Linked DNA regions of Sus scrofa: regions 2 and 3 are each linked to region 1. A link is a contact called in public Hi-C and HiChIP or PLAC-seq data. All regions are on one chromosome and are shown on one strand. Each heading gives the region's core, a stretch centred on a gene start, on an enhancer-like site or on the middle of the called end of the contact. The rest is flanking DNA. Distances are from core to core; before and after follow the strand shown. Region 1 holds the start of MARCKS (myristoylated alanine-rich C-kinase substrate). Region 2 has its middle 120 kb from the start of MARCKS. Region 3 has its middle 100 kb from the start of MARCKS.

The links. A called contact is a pair of places that touch in the nucleus more often than the background predicts. HiChIP or PLAC-seq counts read pairs in DNA pulled down with a chosen protein or histone mark.
Region 2: a contact with region 1 is called in a Hi-C map of embryonic fibroblasts, with 2.4 times the contacts expected there. The contact joins the enhancer-like site here to the promoter of MARCKS in region 1. A contact is called at or near these places in 1 of 5 promoter capture datasets (liver), 10 of 47 Hi-C or Micro-C datasets (adipocytes, alveolar macrophages, brain and 7 more) and 2 of 2 datasets of contacts at active chromatin or transcription factors (alveolar macrophages and skeletal muscle).
Region 3: a contact with region 1 is called in an H3K27ac HiChIP or PLAC-seq map of skeletal muscle. The contact joins the enhancer-like site here to the promoter of MARCKS in region 1. A contact is called at or near these places in 5 of 47 Hi-C or Micro-C datasets (adipocytes, embryonic fibroblasts, epiblast stem cells and 1 more) and 2 of 2 datasets of contacts at active chromatin or transcription factors (alveolar macrophages and skeletal muscle).

The regions. Positions count from the first base shown.
Region 1 is chr1:79,787,438-79,791,441 of Sscrofa11.1, reverse strand. It overlaps MARCKS (myristoylated alanine-rich C-kinase substrate), which reads right to left and starts at 1,646. Exons shown (of 2, transcript XM_021091501.1): 1 at 1,117-1,646. The coding sequence starts at 1,218.
Region 2 is chr1:79,666,165-79,670,168 of Sscrofa11.1, reverse strand. No RefSeq gene overlaps it. Among named protein-coding and RNA genes, the nearest start is that of MARCKS, 120 kb to the left of the region's middle. Within about 2 kb of position 2,193, at least 10 of the 83 cell types and tissues checked have an H3K27ac peak or open chromatin away from gene starts, as enhancers often do. A contact at or near this core is called in alveolar macrophages and embryonic fibroblasts, where this site is marked.
Region 3 is chr1:79,686,442-79,690,445 of Sscrofa11.1, reverse strand. No RefSeq gene overlaps it. Among named protein-coding and RNA genes, the nearest start is that of MARCKS, 100 kb to the left of the region's middle. Within about 2 kb of position 1,770, at least 14 of the 83 cell types and tissues checked have an H3K27ac peak or open chromatin away from gene starts, as enhancers often do. A contact at or near this core is called in skeletal muscle, where this site is marked.

The sequences.
Region 1 (4,004 bases), core at 397-2,896:
AGTCCGCAAACAAAGCTCAGGTGGCATCCTGGTTGGGATACAAACAAGGCAGAGAGAAACCCATTATTTCGTAGGTCTTGCCTTTCTTCCACGCCCACCTTCGCCCGGGATTTTGCGAAGCCGTGGCGCGCCCCAGCTGTTCATTTTGCATTTTTAACGGGTTCAGAGCCTCTTGGCAGAGCTCGCCTTCCCCATTAGGTTAGGGCAAGCGAAGCAACACGGCCTCTGCTCTAGGAAAAGAGGCGTGGTGCGTGCCCGGTGTTTGTGAAGCAACCACCCTTGGCCGACCTCTCGCGCCCACCCAACCGTGGCCATCCGCCTAGGTTTGGGCAGCGCCGGGGCAGCCCCTGCAGTGGTCCAGGCGCCACGCACACCAATAGCCCTGACTGAAACACACGAATTGCCTCTTGTTGACCATCTGGACAGGTTCTTCAAGGACCCAGTCTTCCCATCCACTTAAAAGTCAGATGTGTGTGTAATTAGACAGCTACGAACAGGGATTTAGAACAGTAGGAAAGCCCATCAAAAGGTAGTGAAACCCTTCTGTTCACCTCCAGCCAGCCAACCGGCCAGTCACCTTTCCAAGAACCCAGGGCACGCCGCCTCGGCATACAATGAGACAGCCCTTCCCTCCTAGGCTTTCTCCACCGCCATCCCTATTGCGCCCCCCCACTTCCCTACCCACTTACACAACCACACCAGTTCAGATATCCTGAAGGCGACTCAGTCTCGACAACAAACACGAGACACCCAAACACCTTTGTGCCCACCCAACAGAAATGCAACCTGCCTGGGGGTGGGGGTGTGGGGTAGCACCTAGCTAGTCACGTTCTGCCAAGCTCCAAACACGCCATTTTAGACAATTTATCACTTCTTTCCTCCCGTCTACACGAGAATTCGCCAGGATTTTCTGGGAACCACCACTTTGGGGCAGGGGGAGACACCACCTATGAGAAATTTACAATTTAGGCTATCGCTTTCCATTCAACTTTCATATTGGAATCTGGCTCTCTCCTTTCCGCCTAATGCGCCTCAGGCACGACCAGGAAGGAAGGGGAAGCGTAGGGACTAGAGAAAGATACCAAAGAAATGACCAGAACCACAGGTAGAAATTACCTGCCCATTCGCTTTGGAAGGCGACGAGGCCACAGCCGCCTCCCCGGGCCTCTCCCCAGCGGCTTCTCCCTTCGAAGCGGTCTTGGAGAACTGGGCACCCATGCTGGCTTCTTCAACAAAGAAACTCAACAGATCCAAGGGGGGAACAAAGAGCTTCGGGTTGGTGTAACGACGGGGCGAGCAGCAGCAGCGGCAGCAGCGGCGGCGGCAGCGGCAGCAGCAGCACACACACACCGGAGGGAGGGGGGAGTGGGGGTGGTGAAGAGGACAGAACAGAGTCGATTAAATACACTCCGGATAAAAAAATTTTAGTCGAAGAGATCAAAAAGCAGCAGCGCAGGAGGGAGGGAAAAAGGGTGGAAAAGTCGAGCACAAAAAAAGGAGCCCAAGTGTAGTTTAAAAAAAAAAGAAGTAATAAAAAAAATCCCAGATTTGTAGCCGCACTGTAGACAAGAGGAAAATGGAGAAATCTCCCTGGTTGCTAATAAGATGCGGAGTCCAACGCCCAAGTGCACAGATGAATGGGCTCACGGGCGCTGACGCGGCCCCCGCGCACGCCGGCCAATCCGCGCGTTGCACACAAAGCAGGGGGCGGGGCCTGCGCTCGCCTCGAACAATGGAGCCGCGCTTTGCAAACGGTTTGAAAATCAGCCTCATACCGAGAATTAATGTCCTCCAAATAAATAAATCAATTAAAAAATACATGCCTCTCGCCTCCCTCGGCTTAAAAATAATAATGCATTACTTGATTGGTTTGCTTTGTTTGTAATTAATTAACGCGGGAGGGGGAGTACTTGTGGATGGGGGCGGAGAAAACGTTAACTTGACTTGCTTTGACTCTCCTCTGTCTGTATCTGCGTCTGTCTCCTTCCACCCTCTCCCCTCCCCCATCTTTCCGTGTGTTTATGTGTATGTGTGTCTATGCGAGTTTTTAAGACAATGGTTGGGGTTTGTGTGCAGCATGTTTTCTTTCTCTGTGTTCCATATTGACTTCACAGATACTCAACAGCATTTTTTTTTTAACGGTTGCAAATGCGAAATCGCCCGAAATTGAAAGGTATTTAAACCAAGAAGATCGAATTTCATCAAACGAGATCGCGAGTTAGAATTAGGTCTGTAGGCCAGATGTGGAAAATGCAAAAGCAGCAAGCAGCCGAAGCCACACTCCCTTCCCTATCCCACATTGGCATGAAATAAAATATTTCAAGATTGGCCTACGGCGCTCATCAACCTTCTCCCCCGCCCCAATCCAATTAATGATTCCCCCCTCCCCCCAACAAAATTAAGTGAGGGCCATGTACAAAAGATCGAAAAGGTTTACATTTTATCGCTGTGTGAAATGACAATTTTCTCTAGGGTGAAATGAGATCCTACAGCATAGAGTGTACGAATCTATATTTACAGTTAAGAGGCAATTCGCGTCGATATGAATTTTTTTCAGCCTACTGCCAGGATGGGATGGACTCTTTTTTTTCTGAACGTGCGTAAGTGTGCATGCAAGCCAGTGGGCTCCTGGAAGGCAGGGAGACAGCAGTGATGAAACTCTGAACAACCGGATTGACTATTACAGTTCTAAGGAGAAATTACACATTGAGAGATAGCAAGAAGAACCCTGAACGCTTCAAGCCTAACTTGAGTTAGAAAGGAAGCTTCTATTAAGGAACCCAGGGTACCTCCATCTGTAACCCTTGCCACCGAAGTATCAGAAGCTGTTTGTGCGTGAAAGACAGAGCACTGATTTAAAGAATAGAAGGTGAGAGGGTGGGGCTAAAAATCAAGGATACACACTTATAAGCATTCTCCTATCACCTACATTTCTGCTCCCAAAGTTTTCACTTGTGTCCAAATCAGGCTACCTTTAGTGATCCTGAAATGAATTATCTTCTGCTTATGGAGGTGAGAAGCAGTCGAAGTAATGGTTCATTTCTCCTGGTGCTGGCTCTGAATTCTAAAACAGTTTTATTTTTCAGCTCATTGTAGGGAAATGGGTCACACTGAGTGAAAAAGACGGTTAGTTCAAGCCAATAACTCTTTGTTCAACTATTGCTTTGAAAATCAAGCTGCATATCTTTTCATGAAGCCTCGTCTTCTCACTGTCCACTTATTCAGATGCATCATTCAATCATGAAGTCATATCCCCCAGAACTGATGTTAAGATGTTTCCGTAAAAGTGTATCTTGCCAAACGTGTTATCACCCTTAAGGGAGCCCGCTGGCCTGGCCCAAGACCCCAGTCGCCGCGTTGGATGCGAATCCCTTGTATTAGCGGAGTTCCAACTTGAAAAGCCAACTGGGCTGATCCAAAGCCACCATCCAGGCGATTCTCAGAAGACTTTTAGGCTGTTGATTACCGCCCCCGCCCCCCAAAAGTGAACCAAGTCCCTTCGTCTACATCCCCCTCCCGGTTAAATTTGGGGTGACTGCTAGCTCGTTTTCAAATTTTCTCCAGACGGGTTCTTAGCCCTCCATTTGGGGGCTGCTTTTATTGCTTCTTTGTTACCAGGCTGCCTTGTAGCTTTCCCCCCTTTTCTTTCTCTAATGCCTATTTGCCTGGTATCGGCTTGTCTCCTTGGCAACGGCCGGGGAAGATTCGGAGCCCCGAGCGGGGGGAGGGGGAAGGGGCGGAGCCGGCGGGGGAGTTGCAGGGAAGCGAAAGGGATGCTGAGCGAGAGACTGGAGACAGACAACCAAGCAGATGGCCGCGCAAGGGGGCGGGGTCCAGGCGGGGCGTGGGGGGGGACCCCAAGCGTCGCGGGCGCGAGGGAGCCAATCAATTCTCTCCGCAGCTCCGGGGATAGAAAACAAGTGTAAACACATAGATTTCACTCCCCACGAGCGGTCCGTAGTTTGGGGTAGAAAAGATCTTTTTCTTTCGATAAGAGCGCATTT
Region 2 (4,004 bases), core at 944-3,443, 120 kb after region 1:
GGTGTTAGCTCTTCTCTAAATGTTTGATAGAATTCGCCTGTGAAGCGTTTGGTCCTGGACTTTTGTTTGTTGGAAGTTCTTTAATCACAGTTTCAATTTCAGTTCTTGTGATGGGTCCATTCATCTTTTGTATTTCATCTTGGTTTCATCTAGGAGGATTGTACTTTTCTAAGAATTTGTCCATTTCTTCTAGGTTTTCCATTTTATTGGTGTATAGTTGCATTTAGTAGTCTCTTATGGTCCTTTGTATTTCTGTGATGTCCGTTGTTACTTCTCCTTTTTCATTTCTAATTTTATTGATTTGAGTCCTCTCTCTTTTGCTTGATAAGTCTGGCTAAGGGTTTATCAATTCTGTTGATCTTTTCAAAGAACCAGATTTTCGTTTCATTCATCTTTTCTATGGTTTTCTTCATTTCTATTTCATTGATTTCTGCTCTGATCTTTATGATTTCTTTCCTTCTACTAACTTTAGGTCTTGTCTGTTCTTCTCGCTTGAGCTACTTTAGATGTAAAGTGAGCTTGTTTATTTGAGCTTTTTCTTGTTTCCTGAGGTGGGCTTGTATTGCTATAAACTTTCCTCTTTGAATGGCTTTTGTTGCATTCCATAGGTTTTGGAGTGTCGTATCTTTGTTGTCATTTGCTTCTAGGTATTTTTTAATTTCCTCTTTGATTTTTTCAGTGATCCATTGGTTGTTTAGTAGCATGTTGTTTAGTCTCCATGTGTGTGTGTTTTTTGCAGGTTTTTTCTTGTTGTTGATGTCCAGTCGTATAGCATTGTGGTCGGAAAAGATGCTTGATATGATTTCAATTTTCTTAAAGTTACGAGGTTTGATTTGTAGCCCAGGATGTGGTCAGTCTTAGAGATTATTCCATGTGCACTTGAGAAGAATGTGTCTTCTGTTGCTTTTGGATGGAATGTCCTATAAATATCTATTAAGTCCATCTGGTCTAATGCTTCATGCAGGGCTTGTGTTTCCTTGTTGATTTTCTGTCTGGATGATCTGTCCATTGCTGTAAGTGGGGTGTTAAATTCCCCCACTATTATCATGTTATTGTCAATTTGTCCTTTTAAGGTTGTTAGCAGTTGCCTTATATATTGTGATGAACCTATGTTGGGTGTGTAGATATTTAAAATTGTTATGTCTTCTTCTTGGATTGACTCAGAAGCTCTTTGAACCCAGTGGTTTTGGGGTTTTATGGAGGCTTTAGTACATAGGGGCAATTGATTACATCATGGGCTCAATCTCCATCCCCTCTCCCCTCCTCAGAGGTCAGTGAGGTGGGACTGAAAGTTCCAACTCTCTAATCACATGGTTTGTTTCTCTGGCAACCAGCCTCCATCATTAGGTTCGGTCCCCAAATTACCTCACTAACATAAACTCAGCTGTTGTTGAAAGAGGTTTGTTATGAATATCAAGACCCTTGAATATCTCTTGTCACTTAGGAAATTCCATGAGTTTTTGGAGCTCTGTGTCTGAAAAGGGGATGAAGAACAGATATATTTCTTATTATGAAAACCAACCCAAATATATTTCTTATTATAAAAACCAACCCTCCTGAGTTTGAATCTTTGTCAAGTCACTTAATAGCTTTGCTCCAGTGTTCTCCCATTTTAAAAATAAGGATGATAGAATTCCTGTTGTGGCTCAGCAGTTAACAAACCCAAATAGTATCCATGAGGTTCCAGCTTTGGTCCCGACCTTGATCAGTGAGTTAAGGATCCAGTGTTGCTGTAAGCTGTGGTGTAGTTCTCAAATGTGGCTCGGATCTGGTGTTACTGTGGCTGTGGTGTAAGCCAGAAACTATAGCTCCAATTCAACCCCTAGCCTGGGAACTTCCATATGCTGTTGGTGCAGCTGTAAAAAGCCAAAATAAAATAAAATAAAATAAAAATAAAAATAAGGGTGATAATAGTACCTACACCATAGGACTGATGGAGAGCTTAGACTGAAGGATACACATAGGGAACAAAGAACAACTTCTGACGTTAAGCGAGTGTTATGTAGATGTTAACTATGGTTACGAGATTTCATATATCTCTAATGACTCAATTCTTTGATCAGCTTTTGAAAGTAACAGACCATTGGCTTTGTTAGTGATTTACACAACAGGGTGACTCAGCTTAATCTGAATGGGCCACAATTTCTCTCTACTCCACTATGTGTCATAAGTTATATTGCCTCATGGTTCCTGCTTTATTGCCTTTTCTGTGGTTTTCTCTGGGCTTCCTCAACATTCCATCAACCACCAACTCTTACCTTCTCTGACCTGCGACAGAAAATCTGACAGATTTGGCATGTCCTATTAGAATAGAGAGTGTGTGTATTGAGTACAATGTCAGCCCTAGTTCTGAATCAAGCTAAGGTAGCAGGGTCACATGGCACAGAGCCTGGCTAAACACACACACACACACACACACACACACACACACACACACAGCTATGAGCTTGATGAAAACCTTGGGGCTTCTGAAAAGAGGTAGGTGTAATTTTTAGGTCTCCTTCATAGAATATCCACTACACTGTCATACCAGGGGACGTATTTGCTGTATTAAGTGGGAAAAGAAGAATACAGATTTTTACAACACAAGTAAGATGATGGGAGAAAAATAAGAAAACACACAACTTAAAACAAGTTACTACCTTAAACAACATACCTTATAGTTAATAAAGTCTAACTCAAGTATTCTTTTTTCTTTAAAGAATAATGTTTTATTATCATGATTTGTGAAAAGAGAGTAGACAGTTCAAGAAAGGACACAGACAGTGTCCTGTTTAAGGTCCCGGATTTCTTCTTTTTGATGGGGATGGGACCTGATGACATCCGGAGGCCATTCTAATGCCACCAGTGTTCTTTCATCCGGAAGGGTCATGAAGAGTAGAAGTTAATAATATTGTAGAAATTTTAAAGGCATGAGCTGTAATGTGTTCTTTAAAATGTAACCATTTCTCCGTCTAAGGAGATGTCAATGGTGTAAAAGAAAAGTTGAGAATGATAGTAAATTACTTAGATAATTTAGTTGGGGATTTTATAATTGAGAAAGGAAAAAATATTTCAGATAAGATTTGCCTAACTGACACAATGATATACTCCTCACCATCTTTATTTATTTATTTAATTATTTTTTGCGTTTTAGGGCCACGCTTGTGGCATAAGGAGGTTCCCAGGCTAGGGGTCGAATTGGAGCTACAGCTGTCGGCCTATACCACAGCCACATCAGATCCAAGCTGTGTCTGCGACCTACACTACAGCTCCCGCCAGTGCCAGAACCTTAACCCACTGAGGGAGGCCAGGGATTGAACCCACAATGTCATGATTCCTAGTCAGATTTGATTCTATTGTGCTACGATGGGAACTCCCGTCACCATCTTTATTTTCGCGAGTGTGGAGACCACATAAAGTCCTTGGTTCACCCTACTTGTTCTGGACATGCCAACTCTTCAAAACAGTTTTAAAAAATTTCTCTACTTGGAGGAATCTATGACATATGGCTCTCAGTTTGTTTTCCAGCTGTTTTCTGTTAACCTAGACTCTGGGAATTTTTTTCCCAACTAATTTATATATAAAGGCAGGATGCAAGTCAAGTAGGGAGTTGTACTTTGGACGTGAGGTTGTTCACAGAGCATGAAAAGAGAACATGATTATTTTAGCAAATTACAGATGGATGACTATTTATAATTTTTTTTGGGGTCTTTTTATTGTCTTTTTAGAGCCACACCCTTAGCATATGGAAGTTCCCAGGCTAGGGGTCAAATTGGAGCTGTAGCTGCCGGCCCACATCACAGCCACAGCAACATGGGATCCAAGCCATGTCTGCGACCTACACCATAGCTCATGGCAACAGAGGATTCCTAACCCACTGAGTGAAGCCAGGGATCAAACCCACATCCTCATGGATACTAGTCCGGTTTGTTACCACTGAGCCCTGATGGGAACACTTATAATTTTTTATTCTTTCTCACTCTCCCATACTCTTGCTTCTCTTTCCCTTTTCACCTTTATGA
Region 3 (4,004 bases), core at 521-3,020, 100 kb after region 1:
CAAATTAGGTGTCATGTGTAAATTAAAAGTAAAGTGTTAGGAATTCCCATTGGGAAACGAATGCAACTAGTATCCATGAAGATGTGGTTTCCATCCCTGGCTTCTCGCAGGGATTGGGGATCCGGTGTTGCTGAAAGCTGTGGTTGTAAGGTCACAGATGCAGCTCGGATCCCGTGTTGCTGTGGTTGTTGTCGGCTGGCAGCTGCATCTCCGATTTGACCCCTAGCCTGGGAACTTCCATATGCTAAGAGTGTGCCATAAAAAGTGAAAAAAAAAAAATTAAAAATCGAATAAATAAAAAAGACTCAAAGTCTTCAAAGGCTGCAACGTGAAGTCCATCTTTTGACATGTAGGTTACCAGGCCAGAGGTAGCATGGGTTATTAGTGAAAGAAAGTCATGATTACCATAGAGACTATTTGGCAATAAGAAAAAGCAATAATGATGCTTTGATTTCAGTCATTTCTCCCCAGGGCTCACATATGCAATAATTTCTTTTTACAATATACTGAGAAACCGGAGAGGAATGGGTATTATTATCTCCACTTTATAGTTGTAGAAGATGAAACCAAGGTGCAGAGAACTGAATTTGAGGCAGTGACTCATTGGCAGGGCTAGAGGTAGAAAGCAGGCTTCTAGTCTCCTGATCTGGGGCATCCTATCCATATATAGCTTGCCTTCTGTTGTGTTGATCCTGCTCAACAAAGCTGTACCCCAGTGTCCTTATTTGAGTTGACTCCTCAAATAAGCTTTTTTGTTTGTTTACTGTTTCAATATCTTTTTTTTTGTTTTGTAGGACTGTGCATATGGAGGTTCCCAGGCTAGGGGTCTAACTGAAGCTGCAGCTGCCAACCTACATCATAGCTATAGCAACGCATTATCCTTAACCTACTGAGCAAGGCCAGGCATTGAACCTGTGTCCCCATGGAAACCAGCTGGGTTCGTTACCTCTGAGCCACGACAACGGGATCTCCTTTTTCTATATCTTTTAATGTTCGCTTCCTTTAAAAAAAAAGTGTCAATCCTATTTCTCTTTCTTTTTTTTTTTAATCCATGCTTTGGCATGTGCAAGCTTCCAGGCCAAGGATTGAACCTGAGCCACAGCAGTGACAACGCTAGATCCTTAACCATCAGTCCATCACGGAATGCCCCCTGAATAAGTTGTTTAATCAAAGAAGCCACTCAAAGAGATTGGGACCCTTGGGCCCCTCTAGAGGCAAGTAAGGTAGTAGATGACAGTCCCATAACTTCAGTGTTATTTGGAGAATCTCAATTTCCTTGATTGTCTTATTTCTCTGTAACTTCACTTGAGCAGGAGAAAAAAAAACAGCTGGAATTTCAGTGAGCGCCATTTTCTTGGCTTAGAGCTCATAAGCTCCAGTAAGTGCTGCCCTGAATAAGTGGCTCCTCTGTGTTGAGGGAGAAGCCACCCCCGACGCAGAGATGCAGTTTCAAAACACGCAGATGGAGGCTTCCACAGGTCCTCAGCTGGAGCGGCTAAATGTGACTGAGACAACACAGTCCCACAGACAAAGGTCAGACCTATTTTAATCTCTGAGTGAGGCTATTACTCTGGGACAAGGCCCTTCTTGTCTGATTTCCTGCTATTTTCAGTGATTCACAAGCCTAAATCTCTTTCATCTGCAAGTGCAGAGCCCCAGCCCCCTTTCAGATTTGTTTGGGAGTTAAAAGAGTTCCCACCCTTAATCTTCTCAGAGTGTCTTCTTCCAGCCTCAGAATCCCTCAGGCTGTGACCTGGAGGAGTCCCAGGGAGGGGGAGTTCAGGGAAGGCTTGGAATGTGAGCTCAGAGCAGGAATCCAGAGCCAGCAGGATGTGGGGCTGTGGCTAGGAGGGTCCCACAGAGGCTCTGAGCCATAGGTCGGTTGGTCAGGAGCCTGGCTTCTTCAGGAGGGGACAATGCTCTGATGGTTCCTCACCATGGTCGCTGTTGAGGTCTGTGCACGTGCGGGTCTTTCAGTCCAAGTCCAGTCACTCTAGAATCCAGTGGAATTAGAATGAAAGATGCTTCCTTTGTGTCTTGATGACACAGCCCTCGTGTTCTATAATTACGGCCCCATTTGGATTAATTGCCCTCATAGTTATGGGTTATTGCTCCAAAGTGAATGCTGTATCATAAAAGCTGCTTATCCAGTTTTCATATGTTCTGTGGGTTTTGAGTTTGTTAGTTCTCTCCTTTAATTTTTTTTTTTTTTAAATAACATCCTCTACTGTGGAAACATCTCAAATCACCATTTCTTAATTATTTAATACCTCAGTTTGGTGTGGACAGAGAAGAGTCTGAGAAATGGAGCCAAAGCTGGCCTTTGGGGAATCTGCCCAGAGGGATAATAATCTGTACTCCTTGCTACCTACCATGCAAACGCATTACTTATCTAATTTAATCTCTTTAAGGATCCTGTGAGATCACTTTACTGAAGACTGAACAAGGTTCAGAGAAAGTTTTCCCTAAATCACACAATTAGTTGGGGGACTGAACTAAGATTCTATCTCAGCTCTTCGTACTGCTATTCACAGGAGAGCAATTTGCTAAAACTTTGAGAATACTTCTTGGATCTTCCCCAGGTCACCGTCTCTGTAGATATCATAAAATTAAATATTTTCTAAATTTTCTTCTTTCTCACTTTCTTTTTAAAGAAAAGGCCCCTGAAGTCAGCGAGAAACTCTGGTGAGTTGCCCTTTTCATTTGTTTGTAAGAGGAAATGTGAACTTCTGTGATTATTCCACACATTTGTGCCACTTCCCTAAATCAAAGAAAAAAAGAGCCACAAAATCATGGCTGTAATGCCTGTTTTCATATCAAAAGGTCAGAACCCAAAGATCCTTTAGCATGCCACGAGGAAATAATGGGAAGAGAGTATTGTCACAAAAATACCAGGATTTGTCAAAAATAAATAAATAAAATAGATAAATAGAGTTTCGAGAGGCACAGAGAGAAGGGATTAACATTTCGTTTCTGACTTCTGATGCAGTGTTTTCTGAAGTCACAATTCATCCAGCAAAAGACTGACAGCTTTTGGATTTGGTTGTATCAACACTCCACCACAAAGTAAAATTACCACCTCTCCTCTTTTCTCCTGAGGTCAAGCAAACAGCAGAATGCTTTACTTTTTGCTATAGGCTTTGTCTGCACCCCAGAGCAAGGTAGAGAGATAAGCCAATTACCCAAATTTTCAAGCCAAAGAAAAAGTAATTTGGCTTTAATTATCTGGTAAAAAGTGTTTGGAAACCTGAATTATTTACACAGATTTTAATCTTTGTTTGGTATGTACAGAAGGACTTTGTGCTCAGGCCATTTCATTTTGTAGTGATTTAATATTTGCTACTTATTAGACTTGTCTCTGCTCATGTAAAGAAAGGAAGCTTCAGGTTCAACAGGAAGAGAGGGGCCAAGATCAGAGATTTGGTTTTTAGGTCACTGCTGATAATGGAGAAGGATACAAACAGGGCTTCTCAGCCCTAACTTTGCCTACGGACCACTTAGGGAGCCCTTAGAAGTGTACCAGTGGCCTTGGTCCCATTTAAATCCAACCAAACTGGGATCTTTGAAGATGGAGCTGAGGCCGGGATGTTTTCTAAAAGCTCCCTAGAGATTTGAAAGCATCTGTGGTTAAGAATTACTGGATTCATCAGGGATATGATCATGTTGATAGTGGGAAGTATAGAAATGATGGAGAATATTTCGGCTCCATTGTCCAAATGGTCCATAGACATTTGATTTTTAAGAATATCAAAAAGAGATAAGGGAAAATGACAGTGTAGTTTTATCTTCTTGCTCTTTTCACCAGCATTGTGGTCTCCTATATCTGTCTAAAGTAAAATATGTCTTACAGTGCTCAAACCTAGTTATGAAAGTGCATTCTATAACATAAAACTCCTTTAGAAAGATAAGGAAGAAAAAAAATCTCTCTCTCTCTCTCTCTATATATATATATATTGTGTGTGTGTGTGTGTGTGTGTGTGTCTTTTTTCTTTTTAGGACCTCAT